Regions from separate parts of the Sus scrofa genome. Here region 2 is linked to region 1. The links are chromatin contacts, called in public promoter capture Hi-C maps. All regions are on one chromosome and are shown on one strand. Each heading gives the region's core, a stretch centred on a gene start, on an enhancer-like site or on the middle of the called end of the contact. The rest is flanking DNA. Distances are from core to core; before and after follow the strand shown.

Region 1 (6,964 bases), core at 1,373-3,872:
AGATGTCATTGCAGGGTTTTGCGTCAGGATGATTCAATGCAAGGAACTCGGGATCAGAGTTCAAGGAAAACAGGGTCCAAGAAATCCCACCCTTAAGGTGGCATTTCAGGACTCAATAGAAAATGTGTTCGGAGTTCCCTTTGTGGCACAGCGGAAAAGAATCCAACTAGGAACCATGAGGTTGCAGGTTCGGTCTCTGGCCTCACGTAGTGGGTGGGTTAAGGATCCTGTGTTGCTGTGGCTGTGGCCGGCAGCTGTAGCTCTGATTAGACCCCTAGCATGGGAACCTCCATATGCCATGGGTGCAGCCCGAAAAAGCAAAACCAAACCAAACCAAACCAAAAAAAAAGAAACCAAAACCGAAAACTAGGTTCAATCCATGGCCCAGGAACTTCCACATGCCACAAGCGTGGGTAAAAGATTCTGGGTAATAAAAGTAACTAGGCCAACAAAGTACATTTATTTGGCTTTCCTTTAAAAAAAAATGCCATCACAGGAGTTCCCGTCATGGCTCAGTGGTTAACGAATCCGACTAGGAACCATGAGGTTGTGGGTTCGAGCCCTGGCCTCACTCAGTGGGTTAAGGATCCGGCGTTGCCGTGAGCTGTGGTGCAGGTCGCAGACATGGCTCAGATCCCGCGTGGCTGTGGCTCTGGTGTGGGCAGGCGGCTACAGCTCCGATTGGACCCCTAGCCTGGGAACCTCCATATGCCATGGGTTCGGCCCCAGAAAATGGCAAAAAGACAAAAAAAAAAAAAAAAAAAAAAGCCGTCACAGGACTTCCCGTCGTGGGGCAGTGGTTTTCGAATCCGACTAGGAACCATGAGGTTGCGGGTTCGATCCCTGCCCTTGTTCAGTGGGTTAACAATCCGGCGTTGCCGTGACTCTGGGGCAGGCTGGCAGCTACAGCTTTGATTCGACCCCTAGCCTGGGAACCTCCACATGCCATGGGAGCGGCCCAAGAAATGGCAAAAAGACAAAAAAAAAAAAAAAAAAAGACAAGTCATCACATTAACCACTTGGAAATTCCGTGGCACAGTACATCTGGGGCCTCTCTACAGCACCAGGACATACGTTAGACCCCCCAGCCTGGCAGTGGGTTAAAGAATCCAGTGTTGTGTGGGGTAGGTTGCAGCTTCAGCTCAGATCTGATCCCTGACCCAAAGAATTCCGTATGCCCTAGTGAAGCAAAATAGTAACTCAGTCAGTGCAGAACATGGGCTTCAACGCATTCTTTGACGTGGCTACTGATTAATATTTGGCTAAAGGGCTCCAGGGATTAACATCCCCAAAGGCCTTGTCTACTATAGGGAGTATACCTACGCCTAGCTGGACATGAATCTTTTTTTTTTTTTGTCTTTTGTCTTTTTGTCTGTTGTTGTTGTTGCTATTTCTTGGGCCGCTCCCGCGGCATATGGAGGTTCCCAGGCTAGGGGTTGAATCGGAGCTGTAGCCACCGGCCTACGCCAGAGCCACAGCAACGCGGGATCCGAGCCGTGTCTGCAACCTACACCACAGCTCACGGCAACGCCAGATCATTAACCCACTGAGCAAGGGCAGGGACCGAACCCGCAACCTCATGGTTCCTAGTCGGATTCGTTAACCACTGCGCCACGACGGGAACTCCTGGACATGAATCTTTAACCCACTCCTCAACTGATAGCAAAGGGATGTGAGGAATGGTGACTTAATCTTGCAGGAAGAAAAGGGCAAAAAAACCATGGCGAGGACTGATGACATAGGTAACTGGGTAAGGCCAATAGGACAAAACCACATCCTTCTGGACCCCACGTAGGTAACCTCCACCTTTGTGCTTATTTGCTGTCCTTAACTTCCCTTTTTCTCTCCAAGGTCATCTATCAAACTAAAGTTCTTTAAAACACGCATTTCCTACAACGGGCCAAAATACAAACGCTTACCCCAGAGATCAGGAGACTGAAGATTGTGGATGTCTATACATGGTTGCCTTAGAGGCCCAGCAGGAGTCGTCTTCTCCGAGATCCATCCTGCAGTCTCTGATCATGCAAACCTGCGAACAAAGCAAGGTCATCAATCGCCATCTTTCCAGAGTTAGGAAAAAAAGAACGTGGCAGGGCCTTTTGTGGCTAGTGTATCAGAATTAACTGGCAAGTACTCAAAAACATCAGCATTGTCGATCTGATGGGGAAAAAAGTAAAGTCATCATTTACACCAGCCACGGGCTCCACCCACAGGCCCGAGCACATGGAGCGAGTTTCTCCAGCTTTAATTTATCTCCCTTAGTGGGCCTATGACCTATATCAAAACAAGGGGGACCCAAGAAGAGGACGGCAAAAGCAACCACACAAAGACAAAGATACCTTTATCTCACTCACCACATGGAGTAGCACACCCACGTTCCCAGGGTAGAACGCCATCAGAAGAGGAACAGAGAGACAAAGGTTCCGACGAGCGCCGCAGAAGCGAAAGAACGCGAAACACTCGAGCCTCGCTTAAATAGCCTGAGGAGACTCTCACGCCTGCGCACTGGAGTCAAAGTGCTTCCTCCCCCTCCTTTCCGCGACGCGCAGCACCCTCTGGGAAATGTAGTCTCCGCGCGGCCCTGCCGGAGGCAAGTCTACTGGAGGTCGAGACCGCTCTAGCCCCGCCCCTTCTCTGCATACACGAGGCCACTCGGGCTGGTCGGCCTCGCCGCCATGTCGCGCTTCACACGCAACAAGCCGTCCGCCGGCTCCCCCCTCCTTCTGGGACCGTTGAGGCTTGCGACGGCCTTGGTTGCTGTTAACCCGCCTCCTGCAGTCCCCTCCCCTCAGCGGCTCCCGGCGGAGCCCACGGGCCCCGCCGCCTGGGGGAGCTGAGGCGACGCCCGAGCGTCTGCCTGCCCCTGCCCCGCCTGAGGGCGGGGGCGCCGGCTGGGCCAGGGCCAGGGCCCCTCCTTCTCGTGTTCCTCCTCCGGGCCGGCCCCCAGCTCCGCCGAGTGTCTGGGGAGAAAGGAAACCGAAAGTGCGAGGCTCCGGGCGGGGCCGCGGACCATCCAGGGCCCGAGTCCGAGCGCCAGTCCGCGGCGGCAGTGGTGGAGTGCGGACGTATCGGAGCTGGGTGAGTGACCCCTGCCCCGAGCCCTGGCCCCACACTTGCTCCGGGTCCCCGGCGGCCGCGCCACCCTGCCACTGTCGCCACTTTTGCCCTGGCGCCCGCCTCAGCGCTCCCGCCGCCGCCTCAGCCCCCGCGTCCCCATCACCCTCTTCGGCACCCGTCACCCCCTCTCAGCCCTCATCACTTCTCAGCGTCCCCTCTATCCACTTGAGTACCTGTCCCCTGTCCTCAGCGCCCCTCAGCACCCCATCCCCTCCTCATTGCCCATCGCCTCCATCACCCGTCTCTGTCCCGCCTCGGCACCCCTGGTACCCCCGCAGCGCCCCCTTCACCTCCTCTGCCCCCAGAGCCCTCCTCCGCTCTCTTCATCTAGTTTTTCTGTTCCCCCCATCTCGGCTCTCACTTTTTGTCACAGCACCCTCTTCGTCTTCCTTCATCCTCCCGTCGCCTCATTCATCCCTCATCCCCCATCTTCTAGAAGCACCCTCCGCTCCCATCCCTATTTCCAGGTCCCCCCTCACTTCAGCAAGCAACCCCTAGTTGAGTTCAGCCCCACACTTTTCTTGAGGCCCCCAGATCTCCTCCACTCTCCCCCACCTCTCTGCCGCTCTCCTCTTCAGCCTTGCCTTGGCACCTTCTTCATGTCCCCACACAGCCCTGGCTCTCCCTTGACCCTAAAATATCATTATCAGGACCTACTGGGCTCCTGGGTGCCAGAGACTCCTCCATTTTTTCTTAGACTCTCTCAGGACCCTGGAGACTTCCCCCTGAAACCCAGCTCTAACCTCTTTCATCTCACCCTGGTGATTAACATTCCTCTCTAATTTAACTCCTCTGCCAGCCTGACCATCACTGATTTTCTTCATCCTGCTCATTTAGGCCTTGATTCCCAAAGCAACCCACTCCAGTCTGCTTTTGTGTGTGTGTGTATAACATTTCCTGTTCCTCTCTGCTCCTCCCTTTCCTTTCTTTTTTCTTTCTTTTATCCCAGAAAAATTGTGAGTTTCTATTTTAGTATCTTTTAGCAAGAGGAAGAAGGAATTTTCCCCTCAGAATTTTTGTAATTAAAAAAAACTCCTCTAAATATTGAACCTGTGCCATGAGAGCTGGGTTTGATAAGGGATGGGATTCCTTATATTCCCAGCAGGCAGGAAAGGGACTTCTTTATCTGATGAGGATAAAAGCTATTCCTCATATGTTGCCAAATCTAGTCACAGTTTTCAACTATGTATGTTTTAAAACAGTGAGGGGGCAGTCGAAAAAGTCCCTTTGCTAAAGACTCTCAGTCACCCACTCTTTGCCTACCTCCAGCCAACATGACCTGTATGAGTTACATGGAGAAGTTCCCTTAGAAGGGGCTTCCTTGTCCTCTTACGGAACTACTGTCAAAAACCATCAAGGTAGAAAAAAAGAGAAGGAAAGAACCGCAGATTTCTTGCTGGTCCTGAGGAAGCAGCATCCCATAGGTTGCTGCTGGTTATAGGAACTTGTAATTTCTTTCTCTTGATTCAGTAGAGTGGAGGGCTTAATCAGTTTGGCTCTGTTCCAAAGAGTAGGATGAGCGATAACTGCTCACTAATTATTTACAAACTATAGAGTACTGAATAATATAAAGTCTGGATGGGGTGATGAATACATGATTTTAGGATTAATAAAAATGTACTCTTGCTGTCCTGGCAACAATATTTGTTTGCTTTATAGGAGAGGAAAATGAAACCTAGCAACTGATTAAGTAACTTGCCTAAAGGCATAAACCAAACAGATGTTTTCAATGGGAATTGATGATTACTCCCTCAACCCCAAGTACAAGGATAAAGGGAAGGGGGAATTTGATCCTTTGAAATTTGATTCTAAGTTTTGAATTTAGTTCTTTGTATTATAGTTGGGCATTCACAGAGTTGAACACTTGTGCACAAGATTAACATCTGTGCTTATTTCTTGGTTAACAAATTAAGATGGGGAGGCAGAAGGATTAACTTGACGGTGTTTTGGGTTTTTTTTCTTTTAGATGCTGTTTCAGGGGCACTAATAACTCTGGACCTGTGCAGACTTCCAGCTAACTGAGAGTAACGTGAATGTGGAGGAAATCAGGTGACTCAGACATGGAAAACCGAAGACCTTGTCTGGAGGCCAGACCCAGGAATCCCCGTATTAACCACAGAGGTGAGCAAGGTTTTCTACCCTTACATGGTCCTAGACAGATAATGGTTCCACTTAGGCTTTTTTGACTTTACGAGATAGTCTGAGCAATATGCATTCAGTAGAAACCATACTTCAAATTATGAATTTTGAACTTTTCCTGGGCTAGCAATACATGTGTGGTAAGATACTCTCTTATGCTGGGCACTGGCAGTGAACCTGAGCTCCCAGTCAGCCACCCTCTCCCAAGGGTAAACAAGCAACACATGGAGTTCCTTCCCATCGTCGCTCAGTGGTTAACGAACCCGAGTAGCATCCATGAGGACATGGGTTTAATCCCTGGCCTCGCTCAGTGGGTTAGGATCTGGTGTTGCCGTGAGCTGTGGTATAGTCATAGACATAGCTCTCATATCCCATGTTGCTATGGCTGTGGCGTAGGCCGGCGGCTACAGCTCTAATTTGACCCCTAGCCTGGGAACCTCCATATCCTGCTAGTGTGGCCCTAAAAGACAAAACAAACCAAAAAAAAAAACAAGCAACATACTTAAAACCATTCTTTACCCCAACAGCCAACCTGTGCTTCATGTTTAGTACAGTATTCAGTAAATTATGAGCTACTCGACAATTTTTTATTTTATTATAAAACACTTTTATTGTAAAATAGGCGTCATGTTAGATGATTTTGCCCACCTATAGACGAACATAAGTGTTCAGAGCACATTTAAGGTAGGCTAGGGTAAGCTGTGCTATTTGATAGATGAGGTGTATTAAATGCTTTTTTGGACTGAGAAAGTTTTCAACTTAAAATGGGCTTTCTGGGAAGTAACCCCATTATAAGTTGAAGAAAATCTGTAATGGGAAGGAAATTGAGTTCCTTATGGATGAGCAGGCCCTCCAAAATTGACTGAATCACTAAAGAGTGGTTTATTCCTTATCTACAGAATAAATGAATGATACCAGACAGCACTCTCCTTTCCTTAAGAGAGCTGATAAATGCATGCAGTTCATTTTTGCAAAGGTAGTGATGAGGTGTCAGAAATGGAGATAACTGGTTTAGAGCAGCATTATCCGATAGAAACACATACAAACAAAAATTTTAATTTTCTAGTACCATCATTAAAAACAAAAAGAATCAGGTGACATCCTTTTAAAGAATTTAATACTAATTTAATAAAATTTGATATTTGTCTTATTTAAGCCAATATATTCAAATAATATTTTATTATTATTATTGAATGTATTTTATTATAGTACTTTCTTTTTTGGGAGTTTTTGTCTTCCAGTTTTATTGAGATATAATTGACATACAGGACTGCATAAGTTAAAGGTGTACAACATGATTTGACTTACATATATCATGAAATGATTACCAAAATAGTTCTAGTGAATATCAACCAAATTATCTGGGTTGTTATAAAGATTGTTTCTAAGATGCTTAGTATACTACCTGACACATTAAAAAGCTCTTATTAATGTTAGTTACTACTAGCAGAACTACTAATATTTCTTATTGAGAATACCCTTGATTTCTAGGGCCATTGGTTCTGCCTCAAAACAATTAGGTCATAGGCAGAGGCATCAAAACTATGAAGAGAAACATTGCTTAAACTTTGCCCAGCATTAGATGGCAAAGGGGAAAGTAGGGCTTCCTTTACCAAGATGTTTCTGAGCCAATTAATAGATTGGGAAGGAAACTGAAAAACTCAATTTCTTTTCTTTCCTTTTTTTTTTTTTTTTTTTTTGGTCTTTT
Region 2 (6,964 bases), core at 2,855-5,354, 440 kb before region 1:
AAGGACAAATCCTGGGATTTTAAATAAAATTACCATCTTATTAAAAATAATTAACCAAGTCTGAAGAGAATGTGAAAGAAGTTACACTTTTCCTCAAAAACACAGCCCTAACAGACATCAGAGAAATACTTTGCACCTTTCCGTCCAATTGTACCTTCCACTCTTCTGAAAAGATCTAATTAGAAATATGATCCAGTATCATTATGGAGGAGCAGAAAGTGTAAACTTTCAAACAAGACTTTGGAGGCTCATATTCTAAGCTCTCTCTTCTTAGCTAATCCAAAGCGATTGTGCAGTGTCAACTGGGGGTTTTTTGGTTTGTTTGTTTAAAACAGTTATCTACTGTCCAGAGTCTCTGGAAGGCATCTAAGTTACTGCCTTCTATCTAAGCTTCTCAATCCATGTCTGACAACCTGGATGTCACTCTCTAGTCTCCCTCAAACCAGGTTTGTCAATCACTTAACCTCTCTGGGCCTAAATTTCACCTGTTAAAGGAGGATGAATAAAATGAGATAAGCTTGGGAAAGTGAATCCGTTTAGAGAGAAACATTACGTAAGTCAGTAACAGCTCGGGTGGTACACAGCTACAGCAAAAGTCACGACCAGTTAACTGTCATGACAGAGGTTAACGCGAACAGCGTGCTAGGGCAAAGGTGTCTGATCTTTTACTCAACAGCAAAACCCTTAACTAATCAAAGTTTTACACAGAGGCCTAATAGATACAAGAGACAAAGTGCTGCTCTGGTCAGAAAGTCAGAGGCTCTTCCATTTGACACCCCCTCCAGCTACTGCCACCCACCCAGCCACCCGGCCCCCCATAGGTGGACACTCGTCAGCAGAGTCTGAAGTACACTAAACTAGAAGACGTTAAAGGTTCTTTCAAGATCAAAGATTCTTTAATTCTTTCTTTCAGAGGACATCTAAGATGCTACATAAAGAAAGGGCTCTTCAAAATTGCTAAGTTCAATGACTTTACAAAGAAAAAAGGAGTATCCTGTGATGATGTTATGAACTGACTGATCATTGACCCTCAGCGTTTGAAGTGAACCAGATGGGAGGAAGACCTGACAAAGTCAACACCAGATAGTGTTCTCACTGTGGCTCATGGGGTTAAGAACCCCACTCGTACCCATGATGCAGGTTCGATTCCTGGCCTCACTCAGTGGGTTAATGATCTGGCGTTGCTGCCAGTCTCAGCACAGGTCACAGACGCAACTTGGATCTGGCGCTGCTTCGGCCGGCAGCTGCAGCTCCAATTCGACCCCTAGCCTGGGAACTTCCGTGTGCCACAGGTGCAGCCTTAAAAGAAAAAAAAGGAAAAAAAAGAAAAAATAATAAATTAAAAAAAAAAAGTCAACAGCAGTGGACATGGGGTTAACCATATAGACAGGGTACACAGACACTCATAAGGGTAGCAGGTGGTGTTTCTGCATGCATTCACCTAGGACGAGGAGGCTGAAGAAAATGGTCATGCCGCTCGACTGCTCCTCCTGCTGAGCCTGTTCCCCTGTCTGCACGGGGAGGATGGGCTTGGCAGGGGTCGGGAGCACCAGTTTCGTAGTGACAACTGGGGTGGTGTGAAGGGTGACATTGAAACCTTCGTGAGTTGTATTGGGGAACCTGTTGGAGAACATAAAAAGCAGCAGAATTAGACAAGGGACAAGGGCCCCACAGGATCAATGCACGCACAAACCAGAAAGAGAATGGGGCACAGAGCTTTATGGGACTCACAAGTCTTGCAACCAACAGGAAGGCCTTGGAGGGAAAATGATTAGGAAAATCCCTGCCTGCCACAGCAGCAAGGTACCAGCAGCCTCAGGGGCTCTGACAGAGCCACAGGACAGAGAGAAAGGGGAATCAGGGCGGGTGTAGAAACAAAATGCTGCCTGCTCTTTGCACTTAACGGGGGATTTAAGTGGAAGCAAACTAGAATCCGGTGACAGTCCGAAGCCCATTACTGTTTACGTATTTTATTTCTCCAGTGGACATTCTTTCCCTGGGATTCCCCCGCCACCCCTTACAAACTGAAGAAACCACCTGAATCTGCCCAGTTGCTGATCTGGTCAGAATGTCCCACGCTACTTTACACAACCCTCCTCTGAGTTCAAGAGGCCCACGTGTAAGCCCCTCTGCAATATCCCACTCCACCCCACCCCCGTGTTCCTCACAGTTATCTCACATTGTGCTGGGACTGTAAACTAGCCCAACACTGACACAACAATCATGGTAATTGTGATTAGAACAACTAATGCTCAGGGTTTTTGTTTTTGTTTTTTTTTTGTCTTTTCTAGGGCCGCATCTGCGGCATATGGAAGTTCCCAGCCTAGGGGTCTAATCGGAGCTACAGCTGCCGGCCCACACCAGAGCCACAGCAATGCCAGGTCCAAGCCGCATCTGCAACCTACACCACAGCTCACGGCAACGCCAGATCCTTAACCCACTAAACGAGGTCAGGGATCAAACCCGCAACCTCATAGTTCCTAGTCGGATTCGTTAACCACTGAGCCACAACGGGAACTCCAGAACAACTAATGTTTTATTCCAGGGGCCAGATAACACACAATCTACTTAACATAACCTACTTAATAGGCATAACAAGTCTGAGGTAGGGTACTACTACTTTCTCTCTTTCACTCATGAATAGCAGGCTCTGAAACATATAACTTGGCAAATATCACTGTTATCGGCAGAAACAAGCTCTGAAACCAAACTGGAAATCACTGGGCCATATGACCTCTTTTGCTTTGTGCTGCTGAGGCCCAGTTTAGTGTCTGGGACAGAGAAGATGATCAACAAGTAAGCTGACTACAGAGTTCGCATCCTGGCTCAGCAGCAACGAACCTGACTAGTACCCACGGGGACACAGGTTGATCCCTGGCCTCGATCACTGGGTTAAGGATCTGGCGTCGCCATGAGCTGTGGTGTAGATTGCAGATGCAGCCCATATCTGGTGTTGCTGTGAACTTCCATATGCCGAAGTAAGCTGACTAAATAAAATGACCACCAGGCCAAAAGACATACATGAAATGTTGTCAGGTGAGGAAGTCAAATTTCAACCACTGGTTGATTCCTTGTTACTTTTTACATACTCATTCCACAAACATAGATAGGGCATCTATAACCTGCAATAGACTGTGCCTGGCAGGTGGGTAGATGGACTAAGAGTGGTCCTTCTCCAGAAGTACCTGGAGGACAGATAACCCCACTCCCTTTACCTCATCTTGTACAGCTAGCCCCCCTGCTCACTACACTCCTGCCATCCTGCCTTCGTCCCTCAAAAAGGCACTCAGTTCTTTCTAGATTCTAGGTTTTTGCACCTGCTTGTTCCTCTCCCACCCCTCCTTCTGGTCATAAAGGTTTCATCTGGCACACCACCTCTTTCTGAGAAGCCCCCTGCACCCTAATGCCACTGCGTTTCTTTCAGAGCACTGAAAGCATGCTATTTATGGTCTTTTTTCCCCACTAACACGGAAGCTCTCTGAGAGCCGCTCCTGGTCGGCCTCCGTCACTACCATGAGACCAGGGGCCGCAAAAGATTAGATGGCTAGTTAATGAACAGATAAGATTCAGTGAAAAGAAACATATGAAAAATGATCGTTACAATGGAGGAGGCGGCTGGCTACTTATGGGGAGCGCGTGGGTGACTTTCTGGAGGCGGCGGAGCGCTGCGAAATCAGATGACCGAAAACTGGGAAAGTGAAATTTGGGTTGCAGTTTGCGCAAGACGGCTTTCGAGACCTACGCTGGGCAGCCGATCCCCAGCCCGAGGGTCCAACCTCAAGGAGGCTGCAGGGCCCAGGCCCGTCCCTCCCGCCCTCCTCGCAGGGGCCGGCACGGTCAGTCCTGGCCAACCAGCACAAGGAGCTCCGCCTTCGGGGGCCGGAGGGCGGCCTGAGGTGCTCGCCGTCACCCGATGGGGCCCAGCCCTGCCGCCTCCGCCGCCCGGGAAAAGCCCACTCACTCCTCTTCCGCCATCTTCTCCCCCATCCGGCCGAGCCTCCGAGACCACCGAGTTCGGAGCCGCGGGGCTAGCGGGCCCGCTTGTGCTTCCGGCTTCCGCTGGAGGCGCGGGCGGGTCGACGAGCGGGGGGCGGGGTCTCGGCTGCGCGAGGGCGGCATTTCTGTCCCTTCGTCTCTATGGCCCGAGGGTGGGAGGAGACTCGTGGGGGGCGGGGGCGAAATCTGTGGGAACTTTCAGGATGTGTGTCCGGCCTCCGTCTCTTGACCCTGGGGCCTCACGAGGTTCCGGCTTTGCCCTTCCACAGGGTAGGGACGTTTGGGGGACGTTTGACCTGTGAGGTCACTGTGACTCACCCTAAGAGCAAGTTCTTTCCATCCAGTGCCAGGGCTTCACCATGCTAAAATTGGGAAGGAAGCTTCTAACGTAGAGGGACCCCAGGGGTATACTTACCCAATCTGTTTTCCCCAGCCGTAAAGAGAACTAGCCACTTGTGTTTGTGCAGGATTGTGCAATATCCTTCTGTCAACGTTGAGTTCTCACTCTACGCCTATCCTTAAAGCAGATGATAATGACCTAGAGATGGATCATTCATTATTTTTTCCCTGTGTCAGCAGATGCTCATTAGACGCCTATTTGTGTCTGGCAGTGGTCTGTAGGGGTGGGGATACAGGAAGGAACAAGGTGAGGTTGGAGGGATAGGAAGGACCCCATCAGGGGAGTTGGTACCTCCCTTCCTGGTTGAAACCATCACATCTCAACAGCTTTGATAGCTTCCTATCTGCCCTTATTCCTTCAGCTTTTCCACACAGCTGTCCCAGTGATCCTTTTAAACTTCCCAGTCACTCTGCTGCTCAAAGCCTATACTGGCTTCCAGTCTTAATCAGAGGGGAAAAATTTTGGAGAACCTACAGGACCCAACCGTATCACCTCTACCTTCTGAGGTGCACACTCTCCACTGTAGTCACAGTGCCTTCCTTGGAATACCTGAGACCGGGAACGCTTCCACCTCTGCACTAGCTGAGCCCTTATTCTAGAATACTCGGCTCCTAGGTTTCCCCTTGGTTCCCACTTTTCCCACTTTCAGGCTTTCGGTTTATCCTTTCCTTGTCCGTTATGCCTTCCCTGACCATCCTATCTAAAATCGAAACCCTCTCCCCTGCTCTGTGTTATTTTCCTCCATAACAGTGAGCATATTGTATATTTTACTCATGTATTCCTATAGTCTCTTCTCTCGGCGAGAATGTAAACTTGGGAATGCGGAGGCATTTGTTCTCTGTTTATCTCCAGTGCTGAGAACAATACCTGGCACGTAGTAAATACTCAAGAACAAATGATCCTTGAATAAGTAAAAAGTTAGTCAATTCCAGAAGTGTTAGGAAACAGAAAGTTTTTGAAAAGAGGAGTACTGTGGAAAGCTGGGGGTGGGGGGGTGGCGGAGTGGACGGGCAAGAATGGAAACCAGTTATCCAGGTGAGGGCTGATGGCACTTTGAATCAAGGTGACAGCATGGATATGGCAGGAATGGTTGGACTATGGGTAGATATTGAAGGCAGGATTGGCTGAAGGACTGTGTCACCTAAAAGAAAGAGGGGAGTCAGGGATGATGTCAGGGTTTTGGCCCTTGAGGAACTGGGTGGAGAAGAGAGCTGTTTGGCTCAAAGCTGGACTCCCCTGCTGCGCTAAGACCTCTTAAGACTGTTGTCAAATCTAATTGAGAAAATGGATGTTCTTCCTGTGGGTGTGGTGCTGGGCTATTGTTTCCTTAATTCTTTACATTTCTTTCAGGCAGATACTATCCTCCGCCCACAAGGTGAGGTGCAGAGAAGTCCAGACACTTGCCCGAAGTCACACAGCTGGCAAGTATCGAGGGTGGGATTCAGGTACAGTCTTTGTTTTTAACCAGTACCCCCTGTTGCTCGTCACTGCCTTAATTTCTCTGGGTCCAAAATGGGACTAACAGCCTACTTTCCTCCCTTAGCCCAGAGCTTGGCAGGAATGAACTGGCATGTAAAGTACTGAGAACGGGGTTGTCTCTGAGCCTGAACCACATTTATGAACCAAGAAGCGGAGGCTGTTACTCTTCTTCCAGCCCCAGAAAACCCCACCTGGCTGGAGTCGGGCCCCTGTGGGCTGGGTGTTGGCTTCCTTGCATCAGGCTGCAGGCTGTGGGCCAGTCGGGATGAAAGCGGGGCCCAGAATTCATCGAGGGGCTGCCTCATTGTACTTGCCGTCCCACCCACGGCCTTCACCATAGATTCTGCTGCTCTCATGAACCTGTTAGCAAGTAGGAGACCATAGAACAGTGGCTCTCGGGACTGTGGGCCAATCCCGGGCCCTCTATACCTGCTCCTGGGAATAAATCTAGGACCCCTTGTCATTGCCCCCTGGAAGGCAAATATAGCCTTTCAACCTGCAGTTCTGGGTTCCTGTGCTATGCCTGGCTGAGAAGGGGCTGGCATGCAGGCTCTGGTGCCAGGCTGTCCTCTGGACCCCAACTCAGGACGCTGTCACCCTGGGACACCACAGCACCCTCAGAGCCTTGGATTAGAAAGAAAGCTCTTGCCCTGGTTCTCTGTTCTCTCTGCCCTCTTAACCCAGTCTTCCTCCTTCTTGCCATTCAGGTCTCAGCTTACATGTCACCTCCTCAGGGAGGCCCTCCCTGACCACTCAGTCTAAAGCAGGGGTCAGTAAACTTTTCCTGTATAGAGCCACACAGTAAATATTTTAGGCTTTGTAGGCATTCTGATCTGTGGCAACCACTCAACTGTGCCATTGCAGTGGGAAAGGAGCCATGGATGATTTAAATAGGCATGGATGTGTTCCAGTAAAACTCTGTGGATATTGAAGTTTGAATTTCTTATGATTTTCACATGTCATGAAATGTTCTTTTTATTTATTTTTTCAACCGTTTAAAAATGTGGAAACCTCCTGGGTCATATGAAAACAGGTGGCAGTCTGGATCTGGCCCACTGTGGGCTGCCGACCCCTGGTCTAGTATTTTAT

What was found. Promoter capture Hi-C pulls out the DNA fragments that hold promoters and counts their contacts.
Region 2: a contact with region 1 is called in a promoter capture Hi-C map of liver, with 2.9 times the contacts expected there. The contact joins the promoter of SLC9A8 here to the promoter of ZNFX1 in region 1. A contact is called at or near these places in 1 of 5 promoter capture datasets (liver) and 1 of 2 datasets of contacts at active chromatin or transcription factors (alveolar macrophages).

Annotation. Positions count from the first base shown.
Region 1 is chr17:50,954,380-50,961,343 of Sscrofa11.1, reverse strand. ZNFX1 (NFX1-type zinc finger-containing protein 1) reads left to right here and starts at 2,622. Exons shown (of 14, transcript XM_021077518.1): 1 at 2,622-3,078; 2 at 5,084-5,238. The coding sequence starts at 5,151. It overlaps LOC100627868 (a long non-coding RNA gene), which reads right to left and starts at 2,503. Exons shown (of 5, transcript XR_300503.3): 1 at 2,355-2,503; 2 at 1,920-2,029. It overlaps LOC106506050 (a long non-coding RNA gene), which reads left to right. Exons shown (of 3, transcript XR_002339902.1): 3 at 1,852-1,943.
Region 2 is chr17:51,398,644-51,405,607 of Sscrofa11.1, reverse strand. It overlaps SLC9A8 (sodium/hydrogen exchanger 8), which reads right to left and starts at 4,104. Exons shown (of 17, transcript XR_002340027.1): 1 at 3,962-4,104; 2 at 1,442-1,620. It overlaps LOC106506057 (a long non-coding RNA gene), which reads left to right and starts at 4,149. Exons shown (of 3, transcript XR_001301039.2): 1 at 4,149-4,266; 2 at 5,747-5,841; 3 at 5,940-6,964.